Regions from separate parts of the Danio rerio genome. Here region 1 is linked to region 2. The links are chromatin contacts, called in public HiChIP or PLAC-seq maps. All regions are on one chromosome and are shown on one strand. The core of a region is the stretch at or near the end of the contact, and the rest is flanking DNA. Distances in the headings are between cores, read along the strand shown. Region 1 holds the start of polr1f (RNA polymerase I subunit F). Region 2 holds the start of twist1a (twist family bHLH transcription factor 1a).

The links. HiChIP or PLAC-seq counts read pairs in DNA pulled down with a chosen protein or histone mark.
Region 1: a contact with region 2 is called in an H3K4me3 HiChIP or PLAC-seq map of pancreas, with 6 times the contacts expected there. The contact joins the promoter of polr1f here to the promoter of twist1a in region 2. A contact is called at or near these places in 2 of 18 Hi-C or Micro-C datasets (fibroblasts and an unstated tissue) and 2 of 4 datasets of contacts at active chromatin or transcription factors (embryo and pancreas).

Annotation. Positions count from the first base shown.
Region 1 is chr19:2,667,697-2,671,876 of GRCz12tu, reverse strand. polr1f (RNA polymerase I subunit F) reads left to right here and starts at 1,857. Exons shown (of 4, transcript NM_001007153.1): 1 at 1,857-2,134; 2 at 3,253-3,394. The coding sequence starts at 1,857. It overlaps tmem196 (transmembrane protein 196), which reads left to right. Exons shown (of 3, transcript XM_073931359.1): 3 at 1-1,092.
Region 2 is chr19:2,596,042-2,599,994 of GRCz12tu, reverse strand. It overlaps twist1a (twist family bHLH transcription factor 1a), which reads left to right and starts at 2,149. Exons shown (of 2, transcript NM_130984.2): 1 at 2,149-2,807; 2 at 3,687-3,953. The coding sequence starts at 2,262. The coding sequence ends at 2,777.

The sequences.
Region 1 (4,180 bases), core at 608-3,107, 72 kb before region 2:
TCCTGTAGTGTGAACTAGGCTTAAGAGAGACCTTTGTGCATTCATCTTGACATGTCTGAGAAAATCTAAATAATCAGCTCAGCTTTCAGAACACAGTAAACACAGTAATTTCTGCACACACACACACACTATAATCTGCTGTTTTACTCCACATATAAAATCCAGACACTTGTCTATGCAGGCCTATCTAAAGGGTTAATGCTTCAAACTGATGATCGACAGTAAAAATGACACATTTTAACTCTTCCCAACAAGGAAAACCACCAACAATCAAGGAATGCATAATTATAAGCTGTCATGCCTTTGCATTATAATGGAGATTAATGGGGCAAAAACAGCCCCCAACATAATGAAAGGGGAGTCAATTTGAACAGAACACAAGAGTTAAAATGAGTTGAAACAACACAGATCTTATGTTTTTTAGGGATAACTCAATTGTTCAATGTTTATTGTTCGATTCACTTAAATTTGTAAAAACGATTAAGTTAAACTCAATAGATTTGTGTTGGGACAGCATGAATGAATTGTGTGGAACCCTGCATTTTTACAGTGCTGGGTGGGATCAGATACAAAGTAGTGGATAGATATAAAGGGTGTTTATTGAATTATTTGATTGGTACGGCAAAAACTGCACTTTGGAAGTGAATTGGTTCAGTTGATGCAGAGTCAATGTTATATGTTTGGTAAAAGGAAGGATAAAATATTAGAAATTAGTGAATAATCTTGAATTATTTCTTTTTAGTTGAATTTTAGAATAGAAAATGTTGTTTTTAAATTCTGTTTGAAATGAAGAGATTCTGGACACGATGTAAAAACAAAGCTTTGTTCAACCTTTCCCTTTCTCTCTCTCTCTCTCTCTCTCTCTCTCTCTCTCTCTCTCTCTCTCTCTCTCTCTTTCTCTCTCTCTCCCTGTATCTACCTAAAGGGAATGTTCAATCTGAAATTGTAATCCTGATATTGTATGGTAAACTGAATGCTTTTATCCTGATCGTATAAGATGCACACTGTAAAATGCCTGTAAAGATATTTATTGATTTACAGTATTTTTATATAGAGGCTTCATATGAAAATTAAATAAAGATGTCAAATGTATTTTGTGTCTAAATGACTGATCAACACCTCACACAGCATACATTTGGTTATTTATTTATATATATATATATATATATATATATATATATATATATATATATATATATATATATATATATAATATTTACAATATAAAAAACAAACAAAAAACAAAACATAAGTTATTAAATACTTTACATTGTAATTTTACATTGTAAATAGTTTGACTTATGATAAATATTATGTCAGTATTGTGCCATTAAAATTATATTGCATCAAGTTGCATATCATTCAAGCTTATTTTTTTAACTTATTATGCATTCCTTCATTCATTCGACCTACATACATGCATACCTGTTATTCACCTATTTCAAAACCACAATAGTTATTAATTGCTTCATATTATAATTTTAAAATATAACTAAATAGGATTAAAAAATAAATAGCATGACTAAAATGTATATAATGGAATTTGTACAACAATAACAGACAATTTCATAATATAAACCTCCAAATAAAAATAAAAAATGTCAATATGTTTGCCTATAAAATTATAATAAATTAAGTTGCATGTGATCAACGCCAAATTTTAGCTTTATTTATTTAGATCTCTTTATTACGATATAATAGAGTGGGGAAAGCAATGCGTCACAGCAACTAAAAAAAATTTATTATTATATTTATGCAGTGTGTGTAGTTCTCCTCCTCCCCGCTGGCAGTCGCGCGTCTCTCCGCGTTCAAACCCACGAGCAAACACACCACGTGCTCCTCCACATGTGTACAGCATGGCGAACTGGACTCAGGAGGACGGAGCTCCGACACCCGTCACAAATCCTTCTGAAGTGTCGCAGGTCTCCGGCGGGAGTGTCACCGGCGGCCCCGCGGTGACTTCGTGCCTCATTCCGTCATTCGCGGAAGCTGTGAAGTTGCTGAAGGCCCGATACTCATGTCTGGTTCTGGACACTCACCGGAGACACATCTCCCTGCCGCCAGTACACCTGAAGAAGAAGAAAACCGGCATACAGGAGCAACTCAACGCAGAGCTGCTGAAATACTCTAACAGGTGCAGCATAAACACATTACTAGAAAGTATCTCTATTAATGACGTTAACGCTTTGTTTACATGCGCGGCTCCAAGAGCTGATGCACGGTTCTGGTGTCATAAGAGTGATTTGTATATACATGGACAGCATATTTAAAGGGACAGTTCACCCCAAAATTAAACTCTGTCATAATTTATTTATACTTCTTTCTCATACTTTTTTTCATTAAGGTAAAACTTGGGTTTATATTGGTACATTAGTTAATTTTTGACGACTTATGACAGGCCCGTAGCCAGGGGCCGTTTGGGTGGTTCGACAGAACTACCCCCCACCCCCACCCCACTGACAAAGGTCCGGAATTTGCCATTGCTCCAAAATGTTTGCCACTATATTCTCAATTGATCTACGTTGACTGCTATATCATCATAATTTGTGGGAATAACCCATCAAAGGTGTTAAGAAAACGCACAATACGACGCACAATGAAATGGTCAGAAGCACGAAAGCATCTTATTAAAGTTAATTTTAATACTAATTAGGCTGTGCATAAAAATCTAAAATCAAAAAGTGTTCACAGGGGAAGCTTAAATAATGTGTCGGTGCTCTTTATGTAAGGGATTCAGGATTCTGCCTAGTTATCTAATTACCCTAGTTAAGCCTTTAAATGTCACTTTAAGCTGTATAGAAGTGTCTTGAAGAATATCTAGTCTAATATTATTGACTGTCATCATGGCAAAGATCAAATAAATCAGTTATTAGATATGAGTTATTAAAACTATTATGATTATAAATATGTTAAATAAAATCTGCTCTCAGTTAAACGGAAATGGGAGAAATAAACAAGGGGAGCTAATAATTCTGACTTCAACTGTATAAACTTGTTTTTGGCCCACCTGGAATGTCACTTGACCCACCCTAAAGCTTGAGCCGGGCCTGGCTGTGCAGCTTTAATTTAGGCTTTTAAAATCGGGGTGAATTGACTGTCAACGGAGAGAGAATTTGTCCGTTTTTTTGCTATAAACTTTCAGTTAACATCTATTATTATGAATAATGTGAAATTATTCACTTTTTAAGCTAAACTAAACCCATAATAATCATTCTGAGTAAAGAAATCTCCATTTGTTCTCTGGTTTTGCAGTCTGGATGGTGTTCCTGTGGCGTATGACAACATTAAAGTCGTGGGACAGCATGGCAATATATATGACGATCAGGGATTTATTCACTTCAACATCGAGGCGTCTTTCGTGATCTTCAGACCAAAGAATGGATCAAGGCTGATGGTATGTTTTTTTTATCTTCTTTGCATTTTGTTGCAAAAACCAGTAAACAGAATATTTGAAGTATTTAACATTTATCACCTCAACAACAAAAGTTAAAATAAGTTGTAAAATAAATGGGGTATATGCCGAGCTAGTGCTGTTCCTATGCTGATACACTTCCGGTGACCTGTTATTATGAACTTTTTTCCATTTTATACGGTTCCTTATACAGCATCAATGTTGTAATGTCATTAAAATACATTCAGTTAAATAAACTTTAGCATTTATTTAGTTGCACAAGCGTAAAACGAGACAAAAAGCCGTTTACTCGCACGCGCCCGTCGGAATCGGCAGGCTAACGCAGAAGCTCCATTAAATATACTGGGGTAAAATAAATGCTCATATTATAAAGATATGACGGGGGAAATGTAATTTAATGCAGTACTTCCTGCACAATCTGAGACCCACTTTAAATCGGACATCACTCAGCTAGTGGAGATCGCTGATTTTTTTAAAGAAAACAGACCTTAAACGCGCCGGATTATGTATTGGCATTCAATTCACCGGAAGCGCTTAACCCAGGTTACTGGCAAATTAAAAGTCCTATTAGCATGCTTCGGCATACACCTGATTGATTTCTACACTTAAAGAATAAAATGGGAATAAAAAAAACTAATTAAATTATTTAAATTCAATATTCCATTTTATCTGTCTGTGTACAAATGATATGAAGGAGGACCAAATTTTTAAAGTCTCGAATTTGCCTTTTATAATTTTTAAAACCAAGATCATCAGACTCATCTCTTC
Region 2 (3,953 bases), core at 900-3,399:
TGGTGGTTCATTCCGCTGTGGCGGCCCCTGATTTAAAAAGGGACTAAGCCGAAAAAAATGAATGATTGAAAATAAGTTTTACTTTCTGTAGTTTTCTGAATGCTAAATTAACCTAGTCAGAATACAACACTATACACACTGTCATGCCGATTGTATTTGAATTAGATGCGTTCCCAAATTTGTCTTGCCTGTTTTAAAGGATAGAATGCGCATAGTTTCGTGGCTGGTTTAAAAAAAACATTTATTTCTGAAGTCACCTGTCAGGTGTGGCAAGATTTAGACCCTGTTACAGGTGCGTTCATTCTCTGCAGGGAGGAATTTGAATACTTTTAGACTCGATCATTTCTATCATTTATTGATCAAGTATTATCGCCAGGCTGATTTCACTAAGTAAGACATGTTCCTGGATGAACATCTATGCAGATCCTAAAACAACATTTCAATCAGCCAATCAGAGTTAAGGAATACTTTGCAGTTTATGTTAAGTTTACACTTCTACATGATTGTTATCCAATTATTATTCCCCTCTGATTTTGGGAATAATTTAGTTATGGTTGGGTTTAGGGGTATGTGTTATATTTTTCAACAAAAATGATGTTCCATGATCAACATAGATGTATCGTACTTGGCAAAATCATGACGTGCCAAGTATTAAATGGATCACTGGTCGGTGCACTTAGGGTGAATCTTCAAGTCACACACAGATTTACAAGTGATGCATAAGTTTCAACCGTGCGCCCTCTTGCGGAATCTTAAAACGTTGTTTTGGCATTTGTGGTCTTGTGGCATGCATTATAGTAGCCTTTTGGTGGTTACATTTGAATGCATAATATAACTTTTACAGAAACCGAGGTGAGCCTTACGTTTGTGTGGTTTGCGCAGATAATGCAGACTCTGGATGTGAACGCAAAAGGCCAGTTTGGGAGTGTGTTTGTGTTGGACTGAAGAGGCCACACAGTTTGTGCGTCGTCTGCGCTTGGCGACCCGCTGCGTATGAAAACCGTGCAGAAGGAAACCTGACTCTGCAATAACACTAACACAGACATGCATTTCAGAGCATGTTCAAATAAACAATGAGGTCTGCTTAGCCAACCCAGATTCACTCTTCTTTTACTGTGACTTGAGGAGGATTTCGGCACACTGGCTGAGAATAATGACACAGTTCTCCAGAGCTGCCAGGGTGTAAATTGGCAGAACATTTCATTAATGCATTAACGACATGATTGATGCTGTAAATGTAAATCCACTAAAAGAAAAGCTTTGATTTTGACATTTTATGTGCATTCAGCATTTTTGGAGGGGTTTTGATCCAAGGTTGCCAGGTCGCAAATCATAAAGTCTCTCGGCTCATTCCAGAAAGCAGACTGAAATCTGGCCAACTGAAAAGCCCTTTTAATGATTACAGATTAATCACTGTGATGGATTTGGCTATACAGCCAATATATTCAGGACTAAATGTTTCAGTGTTTTATGATCTCAATCACCAGCCTCATTACTTTGACTTGATGGCATTTTAGTGTTTGTCAGCATGCATTCATTTCTGTTCTGTTTAATTTAAAATGCAGAAAACTGTGATGCTAAAAATCAGATCATCAGCTCATTCATTCAACTGTACTTCATCTGAATATTTTGAAATGGTTAATAGTACTTGATTGTTGTGTTTTAACCAATGCAAAATACTCTTTTCAGTTAGATTATGTAGTTGTATTAACAGTACATCTGCATCTGAGTCTAAAATATCAGCAGATCATCAGTTCATTTGTCATGATGAATCAGTCTACAATTAATTTGTCAGCGCAAGTCTCAGTATTTTCGTTGGATCACTATTCTGACATGTCATGAATGGATGATGGATGCTCATTTAGATATATTTGGCTATTTCTTTGACACAAAAAAAAGGATTTTCAATTCTATTTTAATGCATTTCAATGATATTAACATCAACAGCGTGCCTATGTTGTGTTTATTTTAAATGAAGCGCTTTGATTGGCTCAGACGTTTGATTCTTGGTATAACGGAACCCTTTGGATCGCGGTCCCCTCCCGCCTCTCCCTTCTTACATCACTCAGCTTCTCGTCCAATCGCAGGCCAGCCCAAAAAGTTAGCTCCTTCCAGACTATAAGATCCTGTAAACTCCCCTTCGAGTTTGAGAAAGCCCTCCGTGACGCAGGAGGAGACGCGCTGAGAGGGACCGAGCCTCTGACCCCATTCCGTCGGACTCAGGGAAGCCACGACCCGCAATCTGAGCTTTTCCAGAGGTGATGTTTGAGGAAGAGGCGATGCACGAGGACTCCAGCTCTCCAGAGTCTCCGGTGGACAGTCTGGGAAACAGCGAGGAGGAGCTCGACAGGCGACAACCGAAGCGCGTCAGCAGGAAAAAACGCGCCAGCCGCAAAAACGCCGAGGATTCCGACAGTCCCACGCCCGGGAAGAGGAGCAAGAAGTGCAGCAACAGCAGCAGCAGCCCGCAGTCTCTGGAGGACCTGCAGACGCAGCGCGTCATGGCGAACGTGCGCGAGCGTCAGAGGACTCAGTCTCTGAACGAGGCGTTCGCCTCCCTGCGCAAAATCATCCCCACCTTACCCTCGGACAAACTCAGCAAAATACAGACGCTCAAACTCGCGGCCCGGTACATTGACTTCCTCTGTCAGGTCCTGCAGAGCGATGAGCTGGACTCCAAGATGTCCAGCTGCAGTTATGTGGCGCACGAGAGACTCAGCTACGCGTTTTCTGTGTGGAGAATGGAGGGCGCGTGGTCCATGTCAACATCCCACTAACGCACGGATGCACGCGTTTGATGCAGCATGGTATGCGATGCAAAACTTTTTAAAGGCTCAAAAACTTGCACTTGAATATCAAGGGTTTTGGATAACCAGTCAAAAGTGTGGACACAATACGTTAGATTGATTATGAAACAGTTTCACATTCACGTTGTAGACAATTATACATACTCTGAAAATAATTATTCGTTGTATTTGTTTTTTAAGGTAAGTGATTGAAAACAATTTATATGGGCTTAATTTAAAGAAACAAATTAAATAATGTTCAGCTTAATTTGTTTGTTAAAATTCAGCCCATATAGATTGTTTGCGACTTACTTTAAACACGTAAATACAATGTGATTTATCTATATTTACCCATCAAACTCGTTCTTGAAAATCTCATGAAAATGGTTGATATCACAACATTAATTTTCATGTTTTCACGTGTTTTGGTGGCTCCATAATCCTCAACTTTTGAAGTTTCTCAGGTTTTAATGATTTTAAATGTTTGGCCATAATAAAGAATGAGTAGTTGTGTCCAAACTTTTGTCTGCTAATGTAGAACTAAATTAAAACCTATTTAAGCATACTTTATGCTTTAAATGTAATTCAGATTTTTAAAAACATATTCAAAATTTCAAATACCGAATTTGCACCTAAAATGCTTCATAATAATCTGGTGTTATTTATAAACAATCTTTTCCACTTCAGACAAACCAGTATTTACAGACTTTTTATGAACTGTTGTCTAGTAATAATTTAAAAGCAGTCAATGGTAGCTGTTTTATCACTTGAATAATGTTTTTTTATTTACTGTATAAAATAAGTACTGTTATTGTTTAGTAAAATAAATTAATGCATAATAATTATTAGATAAACATTGCATCAATGTCTAAACTAAAACCTTTTCCTTCGTTTTTTTAGATTCTCGGCCTGAGGAGCTGAACTCACTGGAAGGAGCGGCTCAAAACAAGGGCGAAAATAAGGATTATAAAGGGAAAATTCTGGAGCGTCATGACGTCGTTGCAAGCACTTACAGTTGTGAACTACGACATGGGAGCAGGAATTACAGTCAGATCTGTGCTGTTGTGACGGTGAATGTGGAAAACATGTGCTTCCGTCCACAAAACAGAGACTCGCTGCAGGAAAAGACGCTCCTGCGCTTCTGACAGCAACAACCAGCATGGCGTC